2 separate regions of the Gossypium hirsutum genome follow, and region 1 is linked to region 2. A link is a contact called in public Hi-C data. All regions are on one chromosome and are shown on one strand. Each heading gives the region's core, a stretch centred on a gene start, on an enhancer-like site or on the middle of the called end of the contact. The rest is flanking DNA. Distances are from core to core; before and after follow the strand shown. Region 1 holds the start of LOC107921410. Region 2 holds the start of LOC107920686 (CBL-interacting serine/threonine-protein kinase 21).

Region 1 (5,095 bases), core at 1,067-3,566, 440 kb after region 2:
GTTGGGTTCTGAACATTTCTCCACACAGACTGCCCATGTAAATGTCCCTGTGGCGCTTGGTAAACATTATCTCCTCCATAAGGGTAAGGATAATTCCCATAGCGGACTCCACGTTCTTCAGGAGGAATGTGAAGGTGGGCTGTAGCAACCACAGGTTGATCGTGAAACACTTCGTTCCCCAATTCAGATACAGTTTGGTGATGAACATAATTTGAAGGCAGATGATGGCCATCAGCTAAACTAGCATGCCCAAGAGGTAAATTCATGCCAGCACCATCATGAACATAGTGGTCATTCAATCTTCCAGCTCCAGGTATGTGACTTCTAGCTTCCTCAACACAAGGATTCAATTGGTTCTGCAAAGCCCGTCCTCTATCATGACTATGCGTTTCACCATAAGCAGAACGGGGATCAGTGTGATCCTTGGAATAAAACCCATGCTGCAATTTTCCATCTGCATTAAGCATGAAAGCTTCATGGCTTGGTGGGCATTCCGCACATGGACTATTAACCTGAGGAACTCCATTTCCCATGATAGAATGATCCAAAAGTGGCGTTTGATTTCTGCTGAAAGTAGCCCTGCAGTGCTCACAGATGTGGTTCCCCTCATAAACACTATGACCATGAAGTATATTACTGGGAAAACCAGCAGGCTTATTACCAGGTATAGCTCCAGTTGGCATCCATATTACATTATCTGAAAACTGCGGCTGGTGCTCATATTGGGGATGATGACTTAATTGCTGCCTCACATATTCCTCAGGCAATCTGTCCAGGCATTTGTCTGCTAATTCTGGAAACGGTACTCGGTAACGAGATGAAGAGGGTGAAGGCGGAAACTCTGATAGCGTTCTGGGATCATGGTGCCCATGATGCCTAGGAGAATAGTAAGCAGGACTCCATGTACCTTCCATTTCATTGTACCTCTGAGGAACTGGGGGCAGTAGTTGCCCGGATCCCATTTGAGGAATATTAAGATGATGCAAGTTATAAGGCGGCACCAACATCTCAGCATTCCTCTGGCTATGAAGGCTACCATCAACACTCACACCGTTAAAGAATTGTTCAGCTAAATGAATATCATCGGAAACTGGAGCCATCACAGGAGAGTCACACTTCTTAAAATCAGAACCCTCATTTAAACTGTTCAAAGCATCCACATACCTCCTCTCAGTCTCCCTCTCATCCCCATCAACATAGTGTGATGAACCTTCTCGGTCAGGATGAGAAAATAGAAAAATCCTAAGCCTAGTGAACCCATCGCCTGCACCCAACTTCTCATACTCCTCCATCATGTTAGTCACATCATCATCATTCACAACTGACACTAAAGCATCAAGATCCTCATCAGGCTGCTGATATTTCAAAACCGCCGCTGCATCATAAAGCTCCCTCATCTTATTCATCAACTCCTCATAACTAATATCTCTCGGCAGACTTACAATTCGCGTTTCTCCACCAACATACCTCAATTTCCCATCTTGTGGTCGAGGCAAAATGCTACCTAAGAAGCTACACAAGAATTTTAGACGCGGGGGTTCATCATTGGAACTAGGGATGGAAGAAGCCAGGGCAGCTACCGGGGTTGATGAAGGTGAATCCATCAAATACACAGCTTGATTATTATGCTGCTGTTGATGATCAACTATTCCCTTATTACACATGGGAAGGTTTTCGCTTTTAAGCTCACACCATGTAAAACATAATCGAAACTCTACCAATTTGTCAACCAAATTTCCAAGTTCACTAATTTTAACACCAGCAACAGATTGATTCTCCACCTGGTAACTCAAAAAGAGTGCCAGAAATCATCAAATCTCTCAGATTCTCAACACAAAAGGAAAAAACTAAATATAATCCAACTGAGCAAACAAAAAAATCTATCACCGACCAAATTCATCAACAACAGCTTAAACAAGCCCCAGCAAAATTTAACAGTTTCCAGATTCAATTAGAAAAACCCGAAATCAGATTTAGCCAGAAAAAAGAAAGAGTACCTGAAAAATGGGGATTGTAGGGGAAAAAACTTATTTATTTAATGTTTTCTCTCTCTGCATGATTGGGTGAGGCTTTCTGTATATTTATGAAAGGAAGAATGAACGAGAATATGGGCTAATCTAAAAATTCAAGAAGAATTGGAGAAATTGAAGGTAAAGAAGAAGGAGAAGAAGAAGAGGAGGAGAGGCATAGCCCAAACGCAAATGGAATTTTTTTGGAATGATACCATGCCATGCCAAGGCTGTACGCCAGGTAACGTCCCACGTGGCACAACCATCTCTTCACTCACCCTTTTCTTTCTCCCTTCTTCCTTTTCCCCTATTTATTATCTCCTCCCTCGACCCGTGTGCTATAGAGTCATTATTTTTAATTTTTCAATTATTAGAAAGTTTCTTATTAAGTGATTCAATTTTAAAAAAATTTTAGAAAAATTTATTTTTATTTTTAATTTTTATCTATTAAATCATTTACACCTTTTTGTCCTTTGATTGGACATCATGAAAGAGTTTTTCCTGTTGGGTTATTGAAAAAAATCCAACACCTTAAAATTCAGGTATAACATTTAGTACTTTTCCAAGGTTGAATACCGAGAAAGTTTGAGAAAAGTTGGAAAATGAGTTAGATAAATAATTTTTATGAAAGGGAAATTCATGTTGGACAGGGAAATCAATGAAAACTATGGTTGATGCGAGAATGTCGCAAAAAAACTAAATTGGAAATTTTAAAAAGTTGGAAACTAGAAATGTGAATTATTATTAATTAATTAGTATAAGAATAAGTCGAAACATGTATTGATGTGATGAAAATCACTTTTTAGACCAAATAGAAAAAAAAATAAAGTATGGAAATTAAATTATAAATTTTCTTATTTTCATCGAGAGAAGAAAAAAAGTGTAATTTTCACTATATAGTGACTTTTATAAAGAATTAAATGTGAATATGGAATTTGAGGGATTGAGTGTCTACTTTTGTGAAGAAATTGTATTGAAAGGTAAAAAATAGGGAAAATGAGAATTTTGTCACATAAGGGCATTTTAGGTATTTCTCAATAATTATATGTTGAAAATATTATTTTGATATACGGAATTTGTAACATCCCTTTTTCGACTCAGTCGCCAGGTTCGAGCTACAGGATGTCACATCCGTTGCCGGAGCAACTACCATAAATAAATCATTCAATCATATCATAAACACATTCACATTATGATATACAATTGAATCCAAGCCTTAATCAAGCTTACGAAAGCTCGTTTGTTGACCCGAGCATGAAATGTAACAAATTTTTAAGTATTGAAAATTCAAGGTTGATGTCGTGAAGTCACCTCCTCCATGTTGTGACGTTGCCAAACAATTTGCCACTTCAAAACCTCAAGCCACCCTACATCGCGATGTGACTCATTGTCGATCGACGTTGCGACGAGGAATGTTTCTCATCAAGACATGGACTTTGTATTTGGTAAAAATAAACCATTTGGTATCAATTTCAAAACTCTCAACTAAACCTATTAAACCATTTGATCATTCAGAAACATGCCAAATACATATATTTCCTACTAAAACATGTCATTTACCAATTCAAAACAAGATCAATTTAAAATAAGTTCAACTATTACACATCATCCAAATGTATTCCAAACCAAGTAACCAAATACCTAACTTATCTATGCCAACTTCATATTCAAACATGCCTAATAGTTGAATCATCACATTGCTCATCATTCAAACCTAAACAATCTGATGTCATTTCATCTAACAATTTGGCTATGAAACTTCAAGCATTAACAACATTACACCATCCCAAAACATGTCATTTCAAACACCATACATTTCTCAAACATATCAACAAAAAATATGTCATTTCAACTAGGCACCAATCGTTAACAAATCATGCATTTCAACCATATATGAAGAAAATAATTAAACTTCAATTCAAACATACTAGGTAATGGTAAAACAAGCTTACACAAGTATACATATTCACATATAGATACATACACTTTAAGACACTTAAATACATGTCACAATCTTAGACTTAAAATGACAAAAAGCTACCGATTCAAAAACAGGTTAGCATGAGCTTCAATGTCGATCTGGATTAACTTGTTCCGCAAAGTGATCTACAAGAAAAAGGAAAAACAACAGGGCAAGCATATACAATGCTTAGTAAGTTCGTATAGAAACTAAAACTTACCTTGATTAATTAAACATAACAATTATTCAATAAGCTATCAAATTAAATTTCCTTGGCATCTGAATACATATCTATACATGTAACAACATTTCAAATCGAAGACATTAGATACGATCTCAGATCATAATATCGCCAACATTTAAAACATAATCACATAACAATCTATGAATCAAATTTCATCAATACCATTTCATTTTCAATTCATAATCTAAATTCAATTTCCAATCATTTAAACATCGGCAAGTGTAATTATAATAAAACGGACTCGGATACATGGAAATATAATCCTCACACAAGCTAACATGGATCAGGGATGCTCACACAAGCTAATATTGTATCGAGGTTACAGTCTAGGCTAAACGATCAATAAATATAAACCGAGAATTCACAACAAATGTTGGATCTCATATAACCATGTAAATCCTTGCTTGTTTCCATATTTAACCTTAATGCCATGCCATATGTATCCAAATCATTTACTAAGTTCATATGGGCATTATTATTGTAATCATACCATTTCAATCCCTGTAATAGTATAAATATGTCATACCAATCTTATAAACATTCCATTTCCATTTTGGTACCTTTTATGCATTCATAAATACCATTTTTTTTCATGATTTGCAAATTTAGTCCAATTGATGCTAAAAATACCAAATTTAGGAAGCACTTATAATTGGACTTAATACAGGAGAGCCCTAAAACCCTTCATAATATTTATGAGAGGCAGCAACCCTATTGAACTTGATACAAGAGAGACCCAAAACCTTTCATAATATTTATGAGAGGCAGCAACCCTACTGTATGTAACTAGGGATAGCCGCTTTCTCTCCTAATTCAACTAGAGGATTGGTTTTTCTATTAAATAAATATTATTTGTATTCTTCCAATTCAATTGAGGTTCAT
Region 2 (5,592 bases), core at 2,001-4,500:
TCAGATTTATTTTACAAATATAACAATTTGGGTTTTAGAAAGAAACGGATATTTAGCACCTAATCATCCCACTTAAAAGTACAAGGGACAATGCACTTTTGATACCTATACTTTTTATAAAATGTCCAATATGATATTTATTCTTTGAAAATGTTCAATATGATACCTGAACTATCAATTTATATATTACTTAATATATGTACTATCCAATATGATACATATACTTTAAAAATGTCTATTATGATACCTAGAGTTAACATGCTAGTGAATGTTAAACCACAAATTAAAATTTAATATATGAGAACTGTCATTTACCATATCTTCAATTTCACATGAATGATATATCATTACATGAAAAACTATATTATTAAGCTTAAATAAGCAAAAACATCATACTCTCTGTTTAACAAAGTCATCTTCTGTAAAAAGCTTTATAAACTTGAAATTAAATTCCTTCTAAATCCTAATTGCAGAAATTTTATCTTGATTCTTCACATTTTCTTTCAAAAACTTTACCTTTTTAATTTAAAATAACTTTAACTAATTTCATGAAAACCAAAATCAAGCCATTATTCAATAAGAAAAGCGAGAGACGTAATTTCTAAAAATAAATTTGCTTGTATAAAATAAGAAACTTTTTTGAAAAATCTAAGGAGAAATAATTGAAAATTTAGGAGTTAAAACTTGTTAGCACAACCTATTAAAACTTTGCTGTTTAAATCTCCTTCGAGAAAAATCAGATGCAGGTTGATTTTTTTTTCTAAAGTCAAACTTATATTGTTTAAGTTTGATTGTTTGTCTTCTATTTTAGTTTTTTATATTTTTCACAATACCATATCATTCATCTGAAATTGTTAATTTAAAAATATATATATGTCAAATGTTTATCGATTAATTTAACTTCACTAATAAATTAATTCTAAAGATTATATAATAATTTAAAATTTTAAATAAAATATTAAACATTTTCAAAATATAAACATCAATAGATAAATTGATATATTCTAACATTTTCAGAATACAAAAAACAGCATTAAAATACTAGGTATCAAATCCCAAAGTATAATGCAATGTATTCAGAACATACCCCCTGGAAGTCGGGCTCCACGCCTGATCCTATAAATCTAGATCGAATTTGGATTAGGAAATTTTAGTTTCGATCTGAGTTATTTATTAATTAAAAAATTATTTAAATTTAAACATAAAAATATTTTTCTGAAATTGAATGAATAATAATTAATCAGAAACAATTTTAGAAAAGAAAACTTATCCGAGTTTAAATATAGTTGACCTTGCATAATTACGAGTGAATATGTATATGAAGGATGAAATTCAAAAGCCGTAGCTAACTTTCATACCACACCTATATCCAAAGAAACATTGTGAACCTCATAACACCAACCCGATCAACCTGCCCACCCGTCAGCCAAACACCCTATGACTTGGGCTTTTGAAGAGTCCTACCATGTGATTGTGATCGTGCATGTTAACTCCTTCACAATTTATGGCTACCCTTCTCCACCCCTAGGAGCTGTCTCCATTTTATGTGTTTTGAGCTGTCCCTACATCCTTATAAATTTTAAGGAAATCTCAAATGTGGCTAATATTATTCCTCTATAAATGGGTGTAAGGCATATTAATATTTTCAATGATTTATGATTAGCTTGGTTCGACCGAACAAATAAAACATTTAGGCTCAGTTTACAAAAAATTCAATTGATAATACATTTATAATTACCACCTATATCATAATCATAAATCTTTTTTATTTACAAATTCGAAATAGAAATAAGAACGATTTCAAACTATTAATCAATTGAATAATGTGAGAAATACGTTGAATATTTGACAGAAAACATGAAAGAAATAGGAATTAAATTAAAATAAAAAAGGAAATGAAATCATAGCAAAAAGATGTGGTATTAGGTCATTTGTCCTACATGCGCAAATCAAAATCGGGCGGATCTTTACTCGGGGTACAGCATAAACTTAAAAAAATTGAATAAAAAATTGATGAAACTCATTCAAGAACAAGAAAATGATATCGTGATTCGGATTAAATCCCAATGAACAAGAATTGATCAATGAAAAGTTTGTGCAATAAGTTTAGCGAATTTTTTCTATATTATAGATTATAGGAAAACGAGCCAAAACTTAGCTAATCAATCATATCCTGTCACACTGGAAATAATATTCTATATTGGATTTCTTATTGTTTTTGCTGTCAAATTGTCGATTATACACTTCCATACGTGGTTACCAGATATCTAGGGGGAGGCCTATTACAATACTTGTTTGCTTTTAGCCAGAATTTTATTAAAAATGGAAGCATATGAATTAGTTCGGATCAATATGGAATTATTACCCATCGCATTCCATATTATGGAATTATTACCCATGCGCATTCCATATTTTCTCCATGGTTGATAATAGTGGGTACAATGCAAATAATTTATGCAGCTTCAACATCTCTTGGTCATAGGAATGAAAAAAAAAGAATAGTCTATTCCTCCGTATCTCATATGGGTTTTATAATTATAGGAATTGATTTGATAACTGATACGGGTCTCAACGGAGCTACTTTACAAATAATGTCTTATGGCTTTATCGGTGTTGGATTTTTTTCTTGGCAGCAATGAGTTATGATAGAATGCGTCTTGTTAATGTATCTTGTTTATCTTGACGAAATGGGTGGAATAGTCTTTTCGATTCCAAAAATATTTACGATAGTCAATATCTTATCCATAGATTCTCTTGCATTACAGGGCATGAGTGGTTTTGTTGATCTTGAAAATGAAATGAATAAAGAAAATATAATTTTGACAGGGGTCTTGTTCATGGCATTCAAGTCAATCCTCCAAGTTCTATTGAGGCCTTCTCTTCAGAGTTCACACTGATCGAATCAAAAGAGTTGGGCTGGTCCTGAAATGTGAGAAATGTGATTGGAATTAAAAAATGGAAAAATTCATTATCAAATCTCGCACCAACTACTGTATCTTGCATAAAAAGCAGTGAAGAAGAAAATGACGAATACCGAAAACAAAGAAATAATGATGAGGCAGGAAAAAAAATTCAAGTAGAAATATAAAAGATGGGGAGCACATTTAAATCATGGCAGTTCTAATCCAAGACCAAGTTGAGACTAAAGATTGAGAAAATAAAAGCACGCCAAAGAAACTCTAGTTTTGACACAACGGCTAACTTCCATTCAAATTCAAAACATGCAAACTTCAGTCTCACCAACCAGCCGTCTCATCTTCCCTTCCATGCAATCTGAAGCTCAAGCAAAGTTTTCAACCACTTCATAGGTTGAGGACAATATTATTACACTTTAAGAATTATAATAATTCTCATATCTATTAGGCTTTTTAAGAACACGCAGACATGAAAGTAGCCAATAAAACGCATGTGTTACGACCTTCCAACTTAAGCCAAATCAGATTTGTTTTTACAATAGATTTGGAGCACACAGGATACAAGGAACATCTGCAAGGAGTTTAGGAGGAACGACTGATTGTTTCTCTCGGAACAGGGGCAAGGATTGAGATTTCTTGTTTTTCTGAGGCTTACAGGAGAAGATTAGATTTGACTTTCGTTTTTGAAATATATTATGGGGCTTGCAACAACTATAGGTAAGTATCAGCTAGGTAGAACTATTGGAGAAGGTACCTTTGCCAAGGTCAAGCTGGCTGTGGATACCACCAACGGTCATCATGTTGCCATCAAGATTATCGATAAGGCCATGGTGCTGGAAAGCAATCTCAAGTATCAGGCGAGTATCCAACCCTTGCTTTGTTATATGTCTTCTTGTCCTCCATTGCCGTCTCCAACCTGACAAATATACCAAAAGAAATATATATATATATTGCAGCTAAGAAATCAATACTCAAATTTCAGGTACAAAGCGAGATCCGGACCATGAAGCTTCTACATCACCCCAATGTTGTAAGAATATATGAGGTATGTTTTTGTTTTCTGGATTGATCGACTGGTACCAATTCTTGCACCCTAATCTATCATTAGAGGTAAAACCTGGTTGCAGGTTATTGGCTCCAAGACGAAGATATACATAATAATGGAGTACATATCAGGAGGGCAACTTTCAGACAAATTGGTAAGACTTATCAGACTGCACCAGGGATCCAATAAAGTTTTGGTGTAAAGCTTTTCAATTTTCAATTTACAATTTTAATCCTTTTTCCCTTACAATACAGTCTTATGCTAAAAAATTGAGTGAACCAGAGGGAAGAAAAGTTTTCCAGCAATTAATAGATGCAGTGGACCATTGCCATGGAAAAGGAGTCTACCACAGAGATCTAAAGGTATGTCTAACATACAGTTTTTCTATCTTCACAAATGAGCAAAGAAAGGTCACTTAAACCAATTAACATTTGGATCAATCGTTTCTATATAGCCAGAGAATTTGCTTTTGGACAGTAAGGGAAACCTTAAAGTAACTGATTTTGGACTGAGTGCTCTAAGGAAGGTAGCCACAGCCTTTCTATTTACTTAAATAAATTTTCATCAGTTCTGATTAATTCCAAACCATTATTGTGGAAATTTGGCTAAAAGTTCACATGAAGTGCAGCCTGGAGATATGCTAACTACAGCGTGTGGCTCGCCATGCTACGTAGCACCGGAGGTAAGACATATCACTTCTTGTTCATTTGTTCTAAACTGTTTAAATTAACAAGAGAACAAAAGTTCGTAGAGAATTATAGACCAACAGCTAACTGTTCTTTAACAAAGCAATCTTACCAGATTAGGCTCATGATTCATTTTTTGGTAATAGCTACTTGCAAATAAGGGCTATGATGGAGCAACTGCTGATATTTGGTCTTGTGGTGTCATCCTTTTTGAACTGCTTGCTGGCTACTTACCATTTGATGATCGTAATCTTGTTGTTTTATACAAGAAGGTTTGCATCTGCATATAGAAGAATAACCTTCATCAGGTACAATAAGGTACCTTTCACTGATGTTTCTACTTCTGTGAAGATATCTGGAGCAGAATACACATGTCCGCCATGGTTTACAGGACCTCAGAGGAAGCTGATTGCGCGAATACTTGATCCGAATCCAAAAAGGGTATTAACTCCAAGACAATCTCTGAGATATGATTTCCAAATTAAAAACAAAACAATAATTTCTCTTTATATTATACAGAGGATAACAATTCCAGAAATCATTGAAGATGCATGGTTTCAAACAGATTATACGCCTTCGTGCGGCTATGAATACGAAGGGAAAATAGACCTGGATGATGTTAGTGTCACCTTTGATACAGTTGAGGTAAAGTCTGAAATTGGTATCAACATAAAGAGTTTCAAGCTTCATCTAAACATCTAAAATACCATACAGGAACAAAACGCAGAGATGAAGACCCACAAATTCTCAAATTTCATAAATGCATTTCAGTTGATAGCAATGTCACATGATCTGGATTTATCAGGTCTCTTTGAAGGACAGGCAAGTCTGTTAAATCAAAATCAAGATTCACATCAGACAAGCATTCTTAGTTCATTCCTACATTAAGTAAACTATTGTTTTCTTACACAGGATGGCAAAAGGCAGAGAACCACAATTGGATCCA

The links. A called contact is a pair of places that touch in the nucleus more often than the background predicts.
Region 1: a contact with region 2 is called in a Hi-C map of leaf, with 1.6 times the contacts expected there. The contact joins the promoter of LOC107921410 here to the promoter of LOC107920686 in region 2. A contact is called at or near these places in 2 of 34 Hi-C or Micro-C datasets (both in leaf).

What each region holds. Positions count from the first base shown.
Region 1 is chrA08:38,060,576-38,065,670 of Gossypium_hirsutum_v2.1, forward strand. LOC107921410 reads right to left here and starts at 2,317. Exons shown (of 9, transcript XM_041075903.1): 1 at 1,998-2,317; 2 at 1-1,781. The coding sequence starts at 1,664.
Region 2 is chrA08:37,624,479-37,630,070 of Gossypium_hirsutum_v2.1, forward strand. LOC107920686 (CBL-interacting serine/threonine-protein kinase 21) reads left to right here and starts at 3,251. Exons shown (of 14, transcript XM_016850602.2): 1 at 3,251-3,772; 2 at 3,898-3,960; 3 at 4,043-4,114; 4 at 4,215-4,322; 5 at 4,415-4,486; 6 at 4,589-4,642; 7 at 4,793-4,918; 8 at 4,998-5,087; 9 at 5,166-5,291; 10 at 5,361-5,468; 11 at 5,559-5,592. The coding sequence starts at 3,611.